Linked DNA regions of Rattus norvegicus: region 2 is linked to region 1. Evidence: chromatin contacts called from public Hi-C data. All regions are on one chromosome and are shown on one strand. Each heading gives the region's core, a stretch centred on a gene start, on an enhancer-like site or on the middle of the called end of the contact. The rest is flanking DNA. Distances are from core to core; before and after follow the strand shown. Region 1 overlaps LOC134485837 (a long non-coding RNA gene). Region 2 has its middle 170 kb from the start of Ankrd55.

The links. Hi-C and Micro-C count contacts between places; a contact is called where the count stands out from the background.
Region 2: a contact with region 1 is called in a Hi-C map of Schwann cells, with 4 times the contacts expected there. The contact joins two enhancer-like sites. A contact is called at or near these places in 1 of 12 Hi-C or Micro-C datasets (Schwann cells) and 1 of 1 datasets of contacts at active chromatin or transcription factors (oligodendrocytes).

What each region holds. Positions count from the first base shown.
Region 1 is chr2:45,273,224-45,278,325 of GRCr8, forward strand. It overlaps LOC134485837 (a long non-coding RNA gene), which reads left to right. Exons shown (of 2, transcript XR_010064080.1): 2 at 1-5,102. Among named protein-coding and RNA genes, the nearest start is that of Map3k1, 130 kb to the left of the region's middle. Within about 2 kb of position 2,453, at least 19 of the 93 cell types and tissues checked have an H3K27ac peak or open chromatin away from gene starts, as enhancers often do. A contact at or near this core is called in Schwann cells, where this site is marked.
Region 2 is chr2:45,479,270-45,484,304 of GRCr8, forward strand. No RefSeq gene overlaps it. Among named protein-coding and RNA genes, the nearest start is that of Ankrd55, 170 kb to the right of the region's middle. Within about 2 kb of position 2,527, at least 7 of the 93 cell types and tissues checked have an H3K27ac peak or open chromatin away from gene starts, as enhancers often do. A contact at or near this core is called in Schwann cells, where this site is marked.

The sequences.
Region 1 (5,102 bases), core at 1,203-3,702:
GCCAGTTTAGCCTGTATAACACTGCCTATTCCCAGCTTTCCACAGTTCTTTGTGTAGGGTTGAAGACTTCTAGGCTTTTCCTTGTCCAATTTAACATGTTTGGTGTTATCTTGGGACCGTTTACATTTGGGTAGTCATGTTGATGAGACTTTAAGCACATAGCTTCTGATTTATAACAATGCCCAATAGCTAACTAATAGAGGCATGTAGCTGCACCATTTCCCTCTCCAAACTCTGTCTGCTGTGAAGCACACGGTTTGTCTCTGGAGGAGTGTAGGATTGATGGTCCTGCATTTGCTCTGCTGCAAGGCATGGCGACTGCTCGGGGAGGCAGAATGTGGGGAGTTTGGCAGCACTTGTCCCACACTGTGCCGGGCAGGTGCTGGGCCACAGGGAAGCATCGAGCCACTGCTTGGGGTGGGAGAGCACAGACTAAGGCATGGGACAGTCAGAGCTGGCTCTGGGGTCCCCAGGCCTGCGAAGTTCCCAGGCTCTTGAACACTCAGGTGCCATTCGAGGAAGAGCTAAGAACTAAGAATGGAATCTGGGCCTGAGGGCAGATCTAGCCTCAGATCTGCAGGCTTGGGCTTGGTGGCTGTCATGGCTGGGAGAGTGCAGAGAGGCCTTCTAGGAGAGATTAGACAGCGGCTCTGTAGACAAAGACCTTCTCCATGGCTTCCCACGGCGGATTCCGATAAAAAGAGACAGTCTATAGTTCCAAATCATTTATTTCCTTGGTGGAAAGTGGATGTTTAAAACCACACCCCACTTCTCAGGGTGGGCCTGTGATTAAATACCTTGGGATGTCTGGGAAGGAAAGCTTATTGGCTAAACCCTGCAGGCCTCTAAGTACCTCATTAGAATGGCGATCTCTGTCTTGAGCCTATGTGACCACAGACCACATCCTTTTCCTGTTGTCTTTGTCTGAGATATTAGGGATGCCTAATCTATATGTGGGGGGCTTAAGATGTTGGTTGTCCTTATGTAACTGATTGCCACAGATCTTTGGGGGGCTGTGACTAGTGACAGGGGCTTGGTACCTGGAAGCAGTTGAAGTTCCTACAGTCTCTTCAGGGTTTCTGGGATTGAGGACCAGGCTACCTCTCACGGTCCACCATCCCACAGAGAACCCCTTTCCTTCATTGTACCACCCACGAGAATAAACACATGAATACTAATGACTCCACATCTGGAGTTCCGCGCTGTTATGCTTCAATAATTATCTTTTACCAATAAATGTGTATGTGTGTACATGTGTGTGTACATAGGTGTATATATACACTAGTGTGTGTGCACATGGCCAGTGTGTGTTTGGTTTGTACTCATGTGTGTGTGTGTGTGTGTGTGTGTGTGTGTGCGTGTGCATGTGGACAGAGTTGATGTCTGGGGTCTTCCTCAGTCACTTTCCCCCCCTCTTCCTTACTTCTTGAGACAAAGTCTCTCTCTGAACCTGGAACTCACCAGGCTATTTAGCCCAGTGAACTGCTGAGATCGGCTTGTCTCCACCTCCCCAGTGCTGGGATTGGAGGCATGTGCTGTCACTCAGACTGGATGTAGCCACTGGGGGTGAAGGGCAGGCCCACATTTATGGCAAGCACACTGTTAACTGAGCCACCTTCGATGTCCTCAGCCCTACAGGTAGACGCACTTTTATCTCTCTCGACTGTACTGTCTCTCATGGATTCCATCTGCAACAAGGTCTTAAGGAAAGACAGAGGCAGGGGATTAGCTTGCATCTTTCGAATGAAAACACACACGAAAAAAAAATCTTTGTATGCCATGGAAGCCAAAAGTCAGGGATGGTTCGTGCTCACCTGCGTCTACACTGGAAACTGCTTTGGTCTGGTTCTTGTGGGTGACAAGGAATTATCTTTACAGAGCACAGGAGAAATGGTACAACCCTGCCTGTTGTTCTTCTGGGTAAGTGGGCACGCGGGCCCTTTCTGGTTCCATTTTATTTCAGCAGGAGAAGCAGAAAATAAAGATGAATATTTGGCCATGGATGTCTAGCTGTGACCTCAGCGTTTGAGAAAGATTAATCCCTCCTCTCTCTTGACTCAGCTATCGAGAAGGGCCGCACGCGGTGTGTCTGAGCTGGGAGAAGACAGGAAACCGAATGCTCTTAGGATGAAGAGTGGCTACTTCAGGAGATGGAGGAAAAAGCCCGGAATGAAGGAGGACTGTTTTCCCCCTCTCATCTAGCGGGCCCCTGGAGACCCCTTTCAGAATCCGGCAGCCCTCCCATTCGTGTCTTTGCAAGGATGTGCAGGGCCCCGAGGAGTTCCTGAGGAATCCTGCAGCTGTTGGGGCCTCGGAGGAGATGGGCAATGTGTCTCCCAGTCCTTGTTAATCCCACAAACGGCCCATTGAGGGGAGTGGGAGAAGGGAGAGGCAACCAGGATTGCCCCTGAGGTCCCTCAATGGGGGTACTGTTCAGGCTTGGGTGGAGGCCAGCCCTGACCCCATGCTGGTTGTTAGGGCTTCATTCTTCCCTAGGAGGTGGCTGGAAAGGCAGTGAGCAGCTGAGGCTCAAGGGAAGGGACTGCTCTTGTTCCTCACAGGCGCTGCTGACAAACGAGGGGAAGCACTTCCTCTTTAATTGTCTCTATTGTTCATTACATTTACATCCCGGCATCAGCCCCCTTCCTTCTCATTCTTCTCTGCCACTCAAGATCTCTAAGTCATGGGTTTTCCCTTTCTCTCTCCAATCCTTCACCAGACAAGAAACAAATATCATTTTCTCTTCCCTTCTGTACCAATTCCCTTAGGCAGCTGGCTTATGGAGCAAGTGGGAATGGCTGCAGGTTTGCTGTTGGGCTACCATAGTGCCTGCTACGTACACATCTGTCAGTCATTCTGACTGCCCAGCACCCACCCACCTTCCTCTTTCTTTTTTTTTTTCTTTTTCTTTTTTTTCAGAGCTGGGGACCGAACCCAGGGCCTTACGCTTGCTAGGCAAGCGCTTTACCACTGAGCTAAATCCCCAACCCCTCACCTTCCTCTTTCTGCTCTATTACCTTGATTTTCTTTCATTCTAACACAGCTAGCCAGTGGGCTTTGGTGGCATAGACCGGCCTCTGGGTTTGGGAGTAGACACAGCATGTGTTAATAGAAGGTGGACGATTTCTTCTTTGGGATTTGTGTAGTGGATAGGTGGGACCACACTGGGCTGAGTCGTTAAAATCTGGAAAGAGTGTGCTGGCTGTATTGAGAGGGAGACTATGTCTACTGTGGCTGCCAAGTGGGTACAGTCTCGCCGGGGAGCGGTGTTATCACCTTTGCTACCACTGGAGACAAGCCATGGTGAGAACAGAGGCTTGGCAACTGCCCCTTCTCATTTTAGAAAAGGGAGCATCAGCTGAGGAAATACCAGATTGGCTTGTGGACAAGCCTGTGACGCATTATCTTAACCAGCGATTGATGTGGGAAGGAACTGATGTTTGCTATGGGAGGTGCCATGCCTGGGCTGGTGGTCCTGGGTACTATAAGAAGGCAGTCTGAGCAAGCCATGGAGAGCAAGCCAGTAAGCAGCACCCCTCCATGGCCTCTGCACCAGCTCCTGCCATGACTTCCTTCACTGATACACTGTTTCCCAAACTCTTGGCCTTTCTCAGGCGCGAGTGACTTAGCAGATTACAAGCCTACACTACCACACTCAGCTAAAACTGGATTACTATTGACCATACTGGAAACTAGTCTCTCTGAGTGAAGGTTGAGACAGTAATTATATTGTTTCCTGCTTCCAACTCCCCATTCAGGCTCCCCTTGTTAGATAATTTGCAGTACCAGAGAGAAGATTCACTGATAACCATCCAAAATCTCAGTCTTGATGAAAAGAAGGTTCATCTATTTGGTGCCTCTCTACTAGGCCCCTTCTGTGTCTCCCAGGGTCTGTGATCAGAGGCCCAGCCTCACCCATCCATTCAGCAGTCACTTATGTACCGACTGCATGGCATGAAATGGTCCTGTGCAGCTTCCCAGCAAGCCTTGGAGAAGTCTGACAGGCAACATAATAAAAACAACCTCTTCTGCTATTGGAACACCCACTGAGGAAGGGATTAGTCAGTGGGTTGGAGAAAGGCCGTGCAAAGGACAGGAGCCTTGACTGTGCATTCAAGGAGGCTCTCAGGGGAAAAAGCTCAGCCCTACGTCTTAATACACGTCCCATGCTCTCTAGTGCACAGGAGTCTGTGGCCCTAGCTACCCACTCCTTTCTCTGTTTTTAAAACTTTCAAGAGAATGTGTAAAGTCCTCTTGCTGGTAACCATGGCTGCACAAGTGCTGGAGACAACCAGTGGAGAGAAACAGCTTCGCATAGCCAGTCCGCAGCCCAGGTAAGGGTACCAATCCCAGTAGCTTCTCTATTTCTGTTTACCGCTTCAACGGTGTGTAAGCACTCCACCCATATACTAAGTCTTTTGCATACAACGTACATAAAAGTATACAAAATACTTTTGATTTCAATGCTCAGAGTAGGTTCTGTTACCTATACTACAGTGGCTACAATGTTTATTCATTCATTCTGAGGTATGGTCTCCCTGTATAGCCCAGGCTATATTGAAACACACAATAGAATTTATTGCCTCAGCTTCCCCTGTGCTGGGATCATAGGTGCAGACTGTCACACCTAGCTGTAATTACTGTTTTTAAATTTTCTGATAATTTGCTGTCTTAAAATATTTGCTTTTCGGGGAGAAACTGCCTTCCCCAAGACTAGTGAATTCTTAGAAGTAGCTCATCTGCCATATGTAAACTAACAGACTCAGCACAATGATACCCTTGCCCCAACCCAACCCCTTTAACACATGACACCAGTGTTCATCCAACCATGAACGATGTGGTCCTGTGTCATATGTGTCCTCGTCACGTGACACGTCTTCACAGGGGATGTATTAAAATTGTTCTTTCTGTGTTGCTGGCTTCCCAGTGTCATTACTCAAACAACTGTGCAAGTTAAAATCTCCTGTTGCAAGAGTGGAGGAGGAGGATTGGGGTAAGTGTTAAGGCCTTCTCAGTCTTGTCCCTTATCTTGTCTCTTGTCCCAAGTACAATGTTGTGGAGTAGTAGATCTCAGTAAACTTTTTTTGGGTCAGCACTTAAAA
Region 2 (5,035 bases), core at 1,277-3,776, 210 kb after region 1:
ATAGTGCTACATGTCTATGACTCTGGTCGGCCCAAAGGCAGACGGATCCTGGGGGCTCAGGAGGAGCTGATCTACCAAAAACAGTGAATTTCAAGTTCAGTGGGAGTTCTGTCTCAAAGAATACGGAGGGCTGATAGAGAGAGAGACAGGAAATATGCAACATCAACCTCTGGTCTCATCAGAAGGATGTGTGGTGAGGTGTCTATGCACACCCACACACATACATATTCATGCACACACACACACTCATGCACACACAAACACATGCCTGCAAGCAAGCATGCACACACAGTATATATTTTTAAAAAAGAGTCAAATACACTCCAATGAGGACCAGCATGGGGAAGGGATAGGATGATTCTTAAGAACCTCCTGGTCTGTGCTTAAAAGGACAAGAGCCACCACCATGCTGGTGTTACATCAGGAAATTAAACTCTAGTCTGCAGGAGGCCTTCCTGTCCTCAGGGACAGCACAAATGTGTAAAACCCATTCAGGATTCCAATTCTTCCCTTTGAGCCTAAGAACTGAATAAAAGCATTTGACCCTGGGCTCACTGGGAGCCCCCCTTTCCCTCCTAGTGTGCTTCCTCCTTAGTAAGAACTTGCAAACTGTCAGATTCAGGAGACACCAAGGCTGTCTTCTCATTTCCCCAAGTCGGTGTGAAAGTGTCCTTTATACGGCACGCACAGCTGCCTGGCATAAAGCTGACATTTCAGGAGCCACAGGACCAAGTCCTGCTCCCTGGGGAATGACGTGAACAATGTATTCTACTCTGAAACTTACGCTTGGAGCATAAGCTCCTCCACTTCCCCTATCCTTCAGGTATCTCGGATTCTGAGCGATTCTGAGCGTAGCCCCAGCTGCTGCCAAACATGTGGGTCCTTCCGCTACTGGGCAAGAATGCGGTGCCTTGTTAGACCGAAACTCACACCCAGTGAAAACGACCCCAGATTAGATTTAACTCACGTGAAATTGATATTTGTATACGTCAAACGGCCACATATCAGCAATTTCATAGGAACTGTTCTGTTCTGCCTAAAACCTTGCAAATTGTAACTTTTCTTCCTCCTGGGGATATGGAGCCTTAGTCTGGGAGCTTCATGAGAGCAATGTTTTTAGGGTTCTTATAAAACATGTTATAGGTAGTATATACCTATATATTGGTTACCTATAGTATATATAGTATAGCTTATATATAAACTATACATAGCTATTATAGACAGTGTAATTATAGTTTATAAACAGTTCCATCATCACAGGCAGTCTCCAGTTGTTGGTTCTGAAGCAGCCCTTGGGACAGGCAGAATTTGATTAGCCGTTTGCAAGGTGAGTCAGGGAAATGTTAAGGGTTCTGGGGAGAGAGCTGCTTACGCACAGCAGCCAATGAGACATCTAATGCAGTCAGTCCCCAGTGTGAGCAAGACAGACAGCCAGGCTAGTGCAGCTGGGGTCCACCCGAGGAGGCAAACTGTGCAGATTATAGGATTTTGCCACCACCACGTCTGATTTTTGTGGCATCAGAGACTGAACCAGGGCTGCTTGCGCTCTAGGCAAGGACTTTGCTAAGTTGAGTCTCCAGTCCACAATTGTGTTTTATTTTTGATAAGTTATTTCTCTGCTGGTGAACTGAGTCAGTGCAAGCCAGATTAGATTATATTAAATGCAGGTTTATTGGGAAGCTGCTCTTGTTGAGTCCACTGACCCCAGGGAAGGAGGCCAGGGAGGTTACCATGGGAAGGGAGTGGGGGGTGTGTGGGAGGGTAGTGTACATGTAGAGTTAGGAGAGAGGGGGGAGAGTCTGGATTACATAGGGAAGAGGCTCTGAAGGACAGACAGTTTAGCCCCTGGGCTGGAAAGTTCAGGGTTGGGGGCAGGGTATGCCAGGTAGGAACTAAGGGATGCTGGGAGAACCTGGAGGCTTTGATGTAAAGCATACGCCTCAGTCCCTTGACCCAAGGTTGAAACCAAACAGTTTTGCCTTTTTGCTTTGTTTTATGGGTGAGCATGAAAAACTGAAAACCTCAAAGCTTCATACTAAAGGAAAAGGCATGCTGCACTTCACTCCTCTCTGTGGGAAAAGTCTCTCTACCCTCATACAATCATAGTTCACAGACCAGTGTGAGACATCGTCAGTGACCGGCTCACAGGAATGGAGTTTCTCTGTATAACTTTTGCAAGGCCAGACACAGCTTCCTGCGGTAACTTTGGTCAAGTGAACCTTTGTTAACATTTGACAGGATCAAAAAATGCCATCGATGTAGCAACAAACGTCTAGCCCACACAGGAAAAATTTCAAAATGCATAGCCGTGTGTGTGTGTGTGTGTGTGTGTGTGTGTGTGTGTGTGTGTGAGTGTGTGTGTGTGTGTGTGGTAGTGTGGTATGTGTTTGCAGGGAGTGACCCAACAAACGAACAACCATGTGGATTGGAGTCGATTAACTGGAGCCACAAAACAGGAGACACCAAACACAGCCTCTGCGTCCTCTGCAGCCAGTGCCTGGGACTTGTTCCAAAGGTTCCAATGTGGCGATTCCAGTTTGGGCACTCTGTCCCAGCGGACCTTAAGCAGGTCAGTTCACTCCAGTCAGCAGAGACTAATAAAGGCCTCTCTCCTCGAGGGCAAAAAGAAATCAACTTTGTCCAACATTATGAGACGAAGGCTCCTATTTCAGTTTGCAGGGAGGGAGGCGCTGTGAAACAGCCGGAGCCACACCCGTTTAGCCAAGATAGTAAAGGTCAGCAGGTCACAGCTCGGGATGGTGATCTAATTAACGCCCTCAGCAGCCCTCGTCTTTAACCGAAGTCACAATTCTTTCTCTGTATATAAAATGGAAAATCTCCAGGCTGGATATGAAAGTCTGGCACGGAGTCCTCAGAGCGTGCGTCCATGTGCCGACATGCACCTGTGGGTTGTGTTACACGCCGGAGCCGCTCACCTGGAGGAAGGCTTCTCAATTTTGACCTGCAATCGAAACACACTCAGGGCAGTGGGTCCCATTGTATTTAGCCACAAAATAAATCCTGATAACGCACAATAGTCCTCGAAACCATGAGTCGTGTAATTTTCCTTCCAAGAGATGCGAGTCTCCTTCTGTAGGAAACCAGTGCATTCTGGGAAATGTCATTTGTGCTTTTCTTGTTCTGTGGTTCCACAGATTTGCTTTGTAATTGGGTCTGGGCCAGAAACTTTCAGAGGGCTCTTTGACTCACACTCTTGGTCTCCTCCGTTGAGTGTTAGCTGTTCGGTTCCAGGATAACCTGCCATCTGTGACGGTTCTTTACAGGAAAAACTTCTGGGCTTGCTTTCTGTATGTGAAAACTGCCTTTCACCTGTGTGTGGAGAAAGCCTTGCCAAAGCCATTCTCTGGAGAGAAGCAACTTAAATCGCATGGAGTCTGTTCCAAGGGGCATATTCCATGCCCTGCCAGTGGAATGATTTATTGTCTGCCCAGGGATGAAACTGAATCCAAGGACAATCTGGCTTTATTTGAGTCATTCACCAAGGGAGGCATTTGTTATTCTTGTTCTAGTTCTGCGCCATTGAACAAATTGCCTTGGTGGTCATATGCCCATGGCTCTAGATCTTTTGTGGGTTCCCAGAGGGACGTGGCCAAGCAAAAGGGAGTTTTTTTAACTAAAAAATATATTAATTAAATTAAAAATCAATAATAGAATTTTGTAAAAATTAGCTATTCCCAAAGTAAGATTTCATTTGCATTCTTTCAAATGAAGGGTAACTGACTCCTGCTAGCATCTAAGTTACTAAGACTCAGTGAAAACTGCATGCCATGGCATACCCTTACAATCCCAGGACTCAGGAAGATGGTAAGTTTGAGGCTAGCCTGGGCCGCTCTGTCTTTTAAAATAATAATAATAATGATAATAATAATAATAATAATTAATCAGGGTAAGGTGGTTAATTTGTGATCAATGGAACTCTGTGATGATTACCTTTGTGAGAATGTTAACTGAACAGCAAAATCAACTAATTTAAAATTTCATTAATTAAAATGTAATTCCGTCCCTTTTCTTTTCTCCTTCCAACTCTTCATATATATGGCTCCACTGTCAAATGCATGGCCTCTATTTCTTCAACTGTTGTTACAAATACACACATGCACTCACTGTATTCAACAAACATGTTTTAAGAACATGGAAAAGGTGATTTGATATTGTCTGTGTCCGTGTGTCCGTGTGTCCGTGTGCCTGTGTGTGCCTGTGTGTGTGCGTGTGTGTGTGTGTGTGTGTGTGTGTGTGTGTGTGTGTTTGGGGGGCGGTTGTCCTAGGTCACCTTCTGGTATCATTGTTCAGGTGCCATCTACTTCTGTTTTTCAGACAGCTTCCCTCATTAGCCTGGAACTTACCAGAAGATTTGGCAGGCTGGTCAGCAAACCCCAGGGCTCCCCTGTCCCTGCTTCCCCAATGCCAGAATTACAAATGTGTGCCACCATGCTGGTCCCTCTCCCCCTCCCTCTCCCCCTCCCCCTCCCTCCCCCTTCCCTCATTACTGGGCTCTAACTCAAGGCTTCAAGCATGCTACACCAACTCTACCCTGAGCTATATCACCAACCATTTTATTTTGAGACACTGTCTCACTAAGTTGCCCGGCTTCGTCTTGAACCCACTCTGTAGTCCAGGAAGGTCTTGACCTTACGATGCTCTTGCTTCTGCCTCCCACGTGAGTGATGGGTACGGGAGCCCTGTGTCAACAGACCCAACTCCATCTTTCTATTTCTCAGTTCACTGCAGGACTGGCCTGGTTTGTCACAAATGTATTCACCAGCGCTTAAATTTCTCCTAACCTCTTATTTCTTTTGTGATGTTTGATTTAGAAATAAGATATGTACGGTCTCTCTCCTAAGGAGCCTGAAATTAAATAGAATGAGGAAAAGGGGGAAAATGGGAGATATATAAAGACTCACTTTAATTTTGTTAATCGAGCACTAAGTAACAAGTGTGCAAGTCAAACCAGAGAAACAGAAAAAGATGCGTTAGTCCCAAGTCATCCTGGGGTGTGTCCTGAGCAGGTTCTTAT